Regions from separate parts of the Mus musculus genome. Here region 2 is linked to region 1. A link is a contact called in public targeted proximity ligation data. All regions are on one chromosome and are shown on one strand. The core of a region is the stretch at or near the end of the contact, and the rest is flanking DNA. Distances in the headings are between cores, read along the strand shown. Region 1 overlaps Nrxn2 (neurexin II). Region 2 holds the start of Vegfb (vascular endothelial growth factor B).

Region 1 (3,340 bases), core at 505-3,004:
TTTCCCCTCCGTTTCTTCTCCTTCTTTGGGGGGACTAAGGAAGGTTGAGGATAGATAGGGTGGCCTACCCTTGGAGGCTGGATTATGGTCGATCTTACAGGTTATCACAGTGACGCTGGATAAACGATTATGAGGGAAGGCTATATCCTGGTTACCATCCTGTTCCACAGTCCCCTATCCTGGGAAGGTAGTGGGTAGGATGCACTCTAAGACCCCTGGGCCTGGCCCTTCTGGGAAGAGCACAGAGACTCCAAGGATGTGTGAGTCCTGGGAAGGACAGGCAGTGAGGGCTACAGGTCTGGGTATAAGTGGAACCCGTTTTCCTTGTGGTATCCTCAGCTTACCTCGTCTGTTTCTTCTCTTCGGGTCTCCTCGGGTGACCTAGTGTCTGTGTCTGCATCTGTGTTTGTGTGTGCACATCTTCTCTTGGCTTGGCTGTCTGTGTGGGCGTGCTGGGCACCAGCTTATTATTTTGTCCATGGAGTGGCGTGTGTCCATGTGTCTCTGGAGGAACCACCAGAGCTTTGTGTGTTTGCATCTCTGTGTGTCACTGTTTACCCAGTATGCATGTGAGAGAGAAGGAGAGAGAAGGAGAGAGCCTGCACATCTGGGTGGACACAGCCTTCTGAGGGCTGGAGATAAGATTTAGTGACTTTAACTTGCTCTAGATGTCTCCTCTGGAATAAAGGGAGAGATGGATGGAGGGAGAGAGTAAAGACAAGGGAGAGGAGAGGCTTGGGAGGAGGAGGGGGCACAGAGACAGGGAGAGGAGCAAGTGGTGGGATTAAAAAGAGCTGGGGGGAGAGAGGGGGGAGAGAGGGAGAGGGAGGGAGGGAGAGGGAGAGAGAGGGGGAGGAGAGGAGAGAAAGGAGAGAAAGGAGAGAAAGGAGAGGAGCTTAGCAGGGAAGGCCTGGCTGAGAGGGAAGGGCAGAGGCTGCAGAGAAGGAACTTGGAGCAGGGAGAGGAGAGAAAGGCATGAGAAGATCAAGGGAAGGTCAGCTTTGGAGACCAGGGAATGAGCTCTGTGTGAGGTGTCCTGGTAACCTGCTGGTATGGATGTGGGCCTGAATATCAGCAATAGTGCAGGGTGTATATGGTGTGTGTGTGTACACAGGTAGGAATGTGGTCCTTCTGTGTGTCCTTGTGCATGTCTGTCTGTGTCTCTTAATTTTGCCATCTTTTTCTTTCCATGGCTGTTGTCCTGGGATCTGGGTGCAAGTCAGGGGTGAGACTGCAAGTGAGGACACAGGCTCAGCTGGACCTCCCTGAGGTCCCTCTTCAGATCTCTTGGAGGTTCTCTGTGCCTCCCCTTCTCTGTCCCTTCATGCTGGGATGCTAGGCCTAAGGGTTGGCTTCCTCTAGGAACCCAGGTATCCTGCCATGCAGTGCCCTGAGCGCCTCCATTCTTTCCTTAATCTCTTCCGAGCAAGGAGAGGAGACCCAGATTAGCCAAACAGAATACCCAAGGGAGGGCCTTTGGCATTGACGTTCGTCACTGCCAGCCTGTAGGAGGAGTGGAAGGAGGGGCAGGATGCCACAGGTAGTCATGGGGGAGAGAGCACCCCAGGGGTACTGGGGCCAGGGTACAAAGAGCAAGCTATAATTGGGATGGGAGAGGAGACAGGTTGTAGGGAGGGATGCCTCTGTCATCCGGTCATCTGAGGATGAGCCAGGAGTAGACAGGAAGGGAACGGGTCTCCCCTCACCAAGATGGCTGGTGCTGTCACGCCTGAGGGAGCTGAGCAGCTGGTTGCCTTGGTGACAGAGGGAGAGTGCCGCATGCTAATGAGGCTGGCAGAGAGCTGGGCAGCGGAAGGGTCTTGAGGGTAGCTGTGTGGCTTCCTCCAGCAGGAGTCAGGCCTAAGGGGCTGTAGGTGCTGGTGGGGGCAGAGGACAAAAAACTGAATCCATGGGCCCTCGAACACTGGACTGAGGGCAACAGAAGCCTGGATTTCTAAGAGTAAGGCCTCAGGGCAAGGCTGCTGCTGACAGGCAGAGTGGGAGGAGGGTTTGGGGCCTGAGGTTTAGAAGTGGGGTGCTGGAATTTTGTAGTCTAAGCGTGAGTGGCAGGGTAGGAACTATTTGAAGCAAGGAGTATAAAGACAGCCAAAAAGCTGGAGACCCTCCCAGTGCTTTGAATAAATCCTGTGTCCTGAGAACTGTGTTGTCCTGATGCTGCCCCAGTTACTGTGGCCTCCTCCCTCAAGCTAGCCTCCGACCTAGAGGTGAGATAAAGGAAGAAGACACCAATGGAGATGGAGAGGAAGCTGCCGGGAGCCACATGGCTCTGTTTTCCCCAGGGCCCAAGCCCTTCCCAGCCTCCTCGGCTCCTGGGCACTGGCTACCCTGGTCCTCTCTGTGCCCCAGAGATACTTGCAGCTCTTTGATCTCCACACTGGCTTCAGTTTCCGGCTCAAGGTCTAGCATCTCATGCCACAGGAGCTGGGATGATTTACTGACAGCAGACTGTTCCTCCCCAGCCCTCTTTGCCAGACTCCACAGCAGGGAGGTAGGGCTGGGGTTGGGCAGGGAGCAGGGGTTGGGTAGGGCTAGTTGGTCATCTCAGGGATCCAGGAGAATCAGTTCTGTCGCTGGTCTGGTGCTGTCAGTCTCTCTGGGGCCTGGAGGCCTGGTGTGGCTCATTCTGGAATGACTCAGGTTGAAGAAGGTTAGGGTTGCCAGGGCTTGCTCACTGGGCTAAATTGTCCTCAGCAAGGGCCTGGCCAGGGAAAGGGGACCCGTAGCGTCATTTAGGCAGGAAGGGTTTGGATCTTTCAGAGTGCTTGGCCTCTTGCCCAGGGGTCTTGGCTGTCCGAAGGCACAGTTTCTAGATTCCCAGATTCTGAAAGAATCACAGCATCTTTTGATCCAGGGTTTCCATAGGTGCAGATGCCTTCTTCCAGCTTCCCTAGTTCTCAGAAACAAGCAGGTTTTCTTTTGGAACCTGCTCTCTCCATGCGTGGCTGGAATGGGCAGCTGGAAGAGTTAGGGCTGTAGAGGAGGCTTTTCTAAGTCCCAGTCTGGAGGTTTCCTTTAAGGCCCAGGTTTCTATACTACCCACTTTCCCGCAAGGTTATGCAGACCCCTGGTGTGTGTGCGCGTGCACATGTGTATGCATGTGTGTGTACATGTGTGTGTGTGTGCATGTGTGTGTGTGTGTGTGTGTGTGTGTGCATGTGATGGCTGGCGTCCCCTTGCCCACTCAATCCCACTCTAACGGGACACTCTCTCTCTCTCCAGGTGGCTCTGATTTTTGTGTTGTGTTTTATTTTCTCCTCCATCCGAATTGTTTTTTTCTCGTTGACCGTTTTTTTTTTTTTTCTCCACCTCCTGGAAGAAA
Region 2 (3,340 bases), core at 531-3,030, 540 kb after region 1:
AACCCAAGCCTCCTGCACTCTTGCCCCAGGATCCATGCCTACTACTTCTGGCTCTACTCTCAGTCACCTGGTCCCTACTAAGTAAGGTACAAGCCCATGCCTGGTACCCCCACCCCATGCTACACTTTGTGACCTGGACCTGGCTGGCACCTGCATTCACATTGGCTGTGTTCTTCCAGGGACATCTCCCCCAGCTGACTGCTCGGGTACTGGATCATGAGGATCTGTGCTCAGGAGAACGAGGAAGAGACAGTGAGTGGTGGGGGGCAGGGCCAGAAAAAGACAGAGGAAGGGGATACTAGATAGGCTAGAGAAAGAATGACCAGAAATTCCCACCTCCAGCACGCCCCTCCCTGGGTTGGCCCAGCCCATAGGACATCACTGTCCCATCAACACACCTGACCCATAGGCCCTGGTACCTGCATTCGGACTTGGTGTTGCCCAGTGGGCACACATTCCAGGCCATCGTCAGGGCAGCAGCCACCACAGCGCTGCACAGTCACACAGCTGGGCACTAGTTGTTTGACCACATTGCCCATGAGTTCCATGCTCAGAGGCACCACCACCTCCCTGGGCTGGCATGTGGCACGTGCATAAACGTCTATCCATGGCACCACTGTGGGCAGACCCAGATGGATTAAGTTCTTATCAGGTCTCCTGAAGCTCCTCTGAGCATGTAGCCTCTCTGATACCCTATCACCACCACCCCAACCATCTTTTAAACCTGTCTTTCTCTGCCTTGTTTCTCAAGAAATGATTAAGCCCTCTGCCTCAGTTTCTTCCTCTATGGAATGGTATCGCCCAAAGGAGTTGGGATCACGCAAGATAAGGGATATGAAATCAGAGCAAGTGCTAACCCCTCTTAGTACTGGCTGGTGGCAAGTTATTGTTAACTATTATTACCTTTCTTCTGGTGGCTGGGGCCATCAAACTGGGACACAGGGGCCTGTGGGAAAGAAGATACCTGGGCCCAAGATGCACTCTAAAAGGGCTGGCCCTGTGGCTATGTAAGGGCTCCGTCCTTGAGTCAGGCTTCTGCGCCTTTCTGACACCTTTCCAGATTTATTCTGTTCCCAAGACCTTGGTTCTAATTTTTCTTGTATACTCAGACATCTGGTACTTTCCCTGGCCCAAGACCCACCAGGCATACTCTGGGAATGGTACTAAAGCCCAAGCCTTAGCGCTGGGCTTGTTTTAGGTCAGGAGCCAGGATAGTGGGAGACAAACGAGGTTCGGAGGGCACGGAGGCAGCTCCGCCCTACAACCGCCCAGGGGATGGGGTGAGGTGGGGGAGTGGCCCCAGGGGCATGGGCTAGGACTAGCGGGCCTTCGCCAAGGGGCACCTCTTAAGGGATATTCCCGGTTTGAACTGAGGATCCCCTCGACAGAGGTAGCAGGCGCCTCCCCACTTCCGCCAACCTTGAGAGGGCACCGCGGGCGGGCGGGCGAGCTAGCGAGCGGGATGTCGCGGACGCACGTACCTGGGTGCGAGCCAGCTGCAGCAGTGCAACAAGCAGCAGGCGACGGAGCAGGGGGCTCATGGTGCCCGCGGGGGGCGAGCGCCGGGAGCGCCCGCATGGCCCTAGCCCGGCGGCGTGGGGGGCGGCGGCAGCCAGAGCCCCATGGCGCGGGCCCGGGGACCCGGGGCGGGGCGCAGGGGGCGGCTCCTCCGCGGCCCCCTCCCGAGCCCTGGGCGCAGGCAGCGCAACGCAGCGCCGCAGCGACGGCCTGAGGAACAAGACAGGCAGGCGGCCTGTAGTGGCGGCGGTGGTGGCCGGGACGGCGGGCAACGGGGACGGCGGGGGGTGGCAGGGGGCCTGGCCGGGGCTGGCGGGCAAGAGGCTCATGTGACCTAAACACGCGCTCCCCACCGGGCCGCGGGCGGAGGCGGGGCGGGGGCGGAGCCGGTCCCCTCCAAACGCCCCCTCCCGCCGCTGCAGGGGAAAGGGGACACACCGCCCTGGAGGCCGAGCTCCGGGGGTCGCTGCCTCACGAGGGGAGGGGTGAGGAGATGCGTGACCTGAAGGACCGAATCGGACAGGCGTCTGAAAATGAGTTTATTGCACGTGTAGTTCTGGACAGGCAGCAGGGAGAGGACCAATGAAGGTCCCATTTAGTTAAGCCTCTCAGGGGCTTGTGTCCTGGGGCATGATCCTGGAGCTTTCTGGAGGCAGGGAGGGTTCTGCCCGAGGCTGCTGCCTCTGCTGGCGCTCCTGCTGAATCCTGGCTCTGTTGGCCCTGGAAAGAAAAACAGGATCAGGACAGACATCCTGGAGGGTGGTGCTGAAGCAGGAAGCAAAGTCAGAGCAGTGACAGACCTGGCCCTGGCCCGAGTGTCATTGTAGATGGCTGTAATGATCCGGTCCTTTTCATCCATGAAGCTGCGATGCACCTGCTCCAGCTTCCTGTGAAGGAATTGCAGTTAACTCCGAGTCTCCGAACTCTGGTGTCCCTCAAACCCTGGTCCTTGACCAGGTTCTAGCATCTCTCACACAACTTTACATCTCTCTCTATAACAGACACCAAGTGGCCCAAGTCCCAGAACTAGGTGGCACCCTAAGTCACTGGCTGTCCTGTGAAGAAGGTTGGTGAAACAGCTCTGAAATCAGGTTGCCTCTCCCAGAAGACTAGAAAGGGGGCATATTTAGGTAATCTCCATTGCTAGATACTACGGACAATGGGCTCCATCCTTTGGGTTTCTATGCCACAGAAAACTGGTATGACAGCATGCATTCGAGTGTATGGTGAGGTCCTGGCAGCTACCATGGACTGTCACTGTTATACGGCACTTGTCCTTCCTCGCTCTTTCTTTCTTTTCTTTTATTTTTTTTTATGGTTTTTTGAGACAGGTTTTCTCTGTATAGCCTTGGCTGTCCTGGAACTCACTTTGTAGACCAGGCTGGCCTCGAACTCAGAAATCCACCTGCCTTTGCCCCCCAAGTGCTGGGATTAAAGGCGTGCACCACCACTGCCTGGCCCTCTTTCTTTCTATATTGAGACACAGTTTAATGTAGCCTAGGCTAGCCTCAAACTCCATATGTAACCAAAGATGACCCTGAACTTAAAAAATTTGCAAAAAAAAAAAAAAAAAAAATTGCTTGGTGGTGATGGTGCACTGACTTCGAGGCCAGCCTGGTCTACACAGGGAGTTCCAGGTCAGCCAGTTCTACACAAAGAAACCCTGTCTCAGAGAAACAAAACAAAACAAATCAAAACAAAACAAAAAGGAAAAACCGCCCTCATTTACGCAGTGCTAGGAGAGAACCCCTGGGTTTTGACCGTGTGTGGTTTTTTGAGTATGGTTTCAGGTGGCTCCAGCTCACCAACAAGCAGCATCAAA

Evidence for each region.
Region 2: a targeted proximity ligation map of forebrain shows a contact between it and region 1, with 2.9 times the contacts expected there. A contact is called at or near these places in 10 of 39 promoter capture datasets (the 3T3-L1 cell line, the C10 cell line, cranial neural crest and 5 more) and 8 of 130 datasets of targeted methods (bone marrow-derived macrophages, craniofacial prominence, embryonic forebrain and 5 more).

What each region holds. Positions count from the first base shown.
Region 1 is chr19:6,444,462-6,447,801 of GRCm38.p6, forward strand. All of the region lies in intron 3 of Nrxn2 (neurexin II), which reads left to right. Among named protein-coding and RNA genes, the nearest start is that of Gm14965, 27 kb to the left of the region's middle.
Region 2 is chr19:6,985,871-6,989,210 of GRCm38.p6, forward strand. It overlaps Vegfb (vascular endothelial growth factor B), which reads right to left and starts at 1,781. Exons shown (of 7, transcript NM_001185164.1): 1 at 1,482-1,781; 2 at 904-946; 3 at 420-616; 4 at 151-224. The coding sequence starts at 1,541. It overlaps Dnajc4 (DnaJ heat shock protein family (Hsp40) member C4), which reads right to left. Exons shown (of 7, transcript NM_001357001.1): 6 at 2,319-2,405; 7 at 2,041-2,238. The coding sequence ends at 2,127.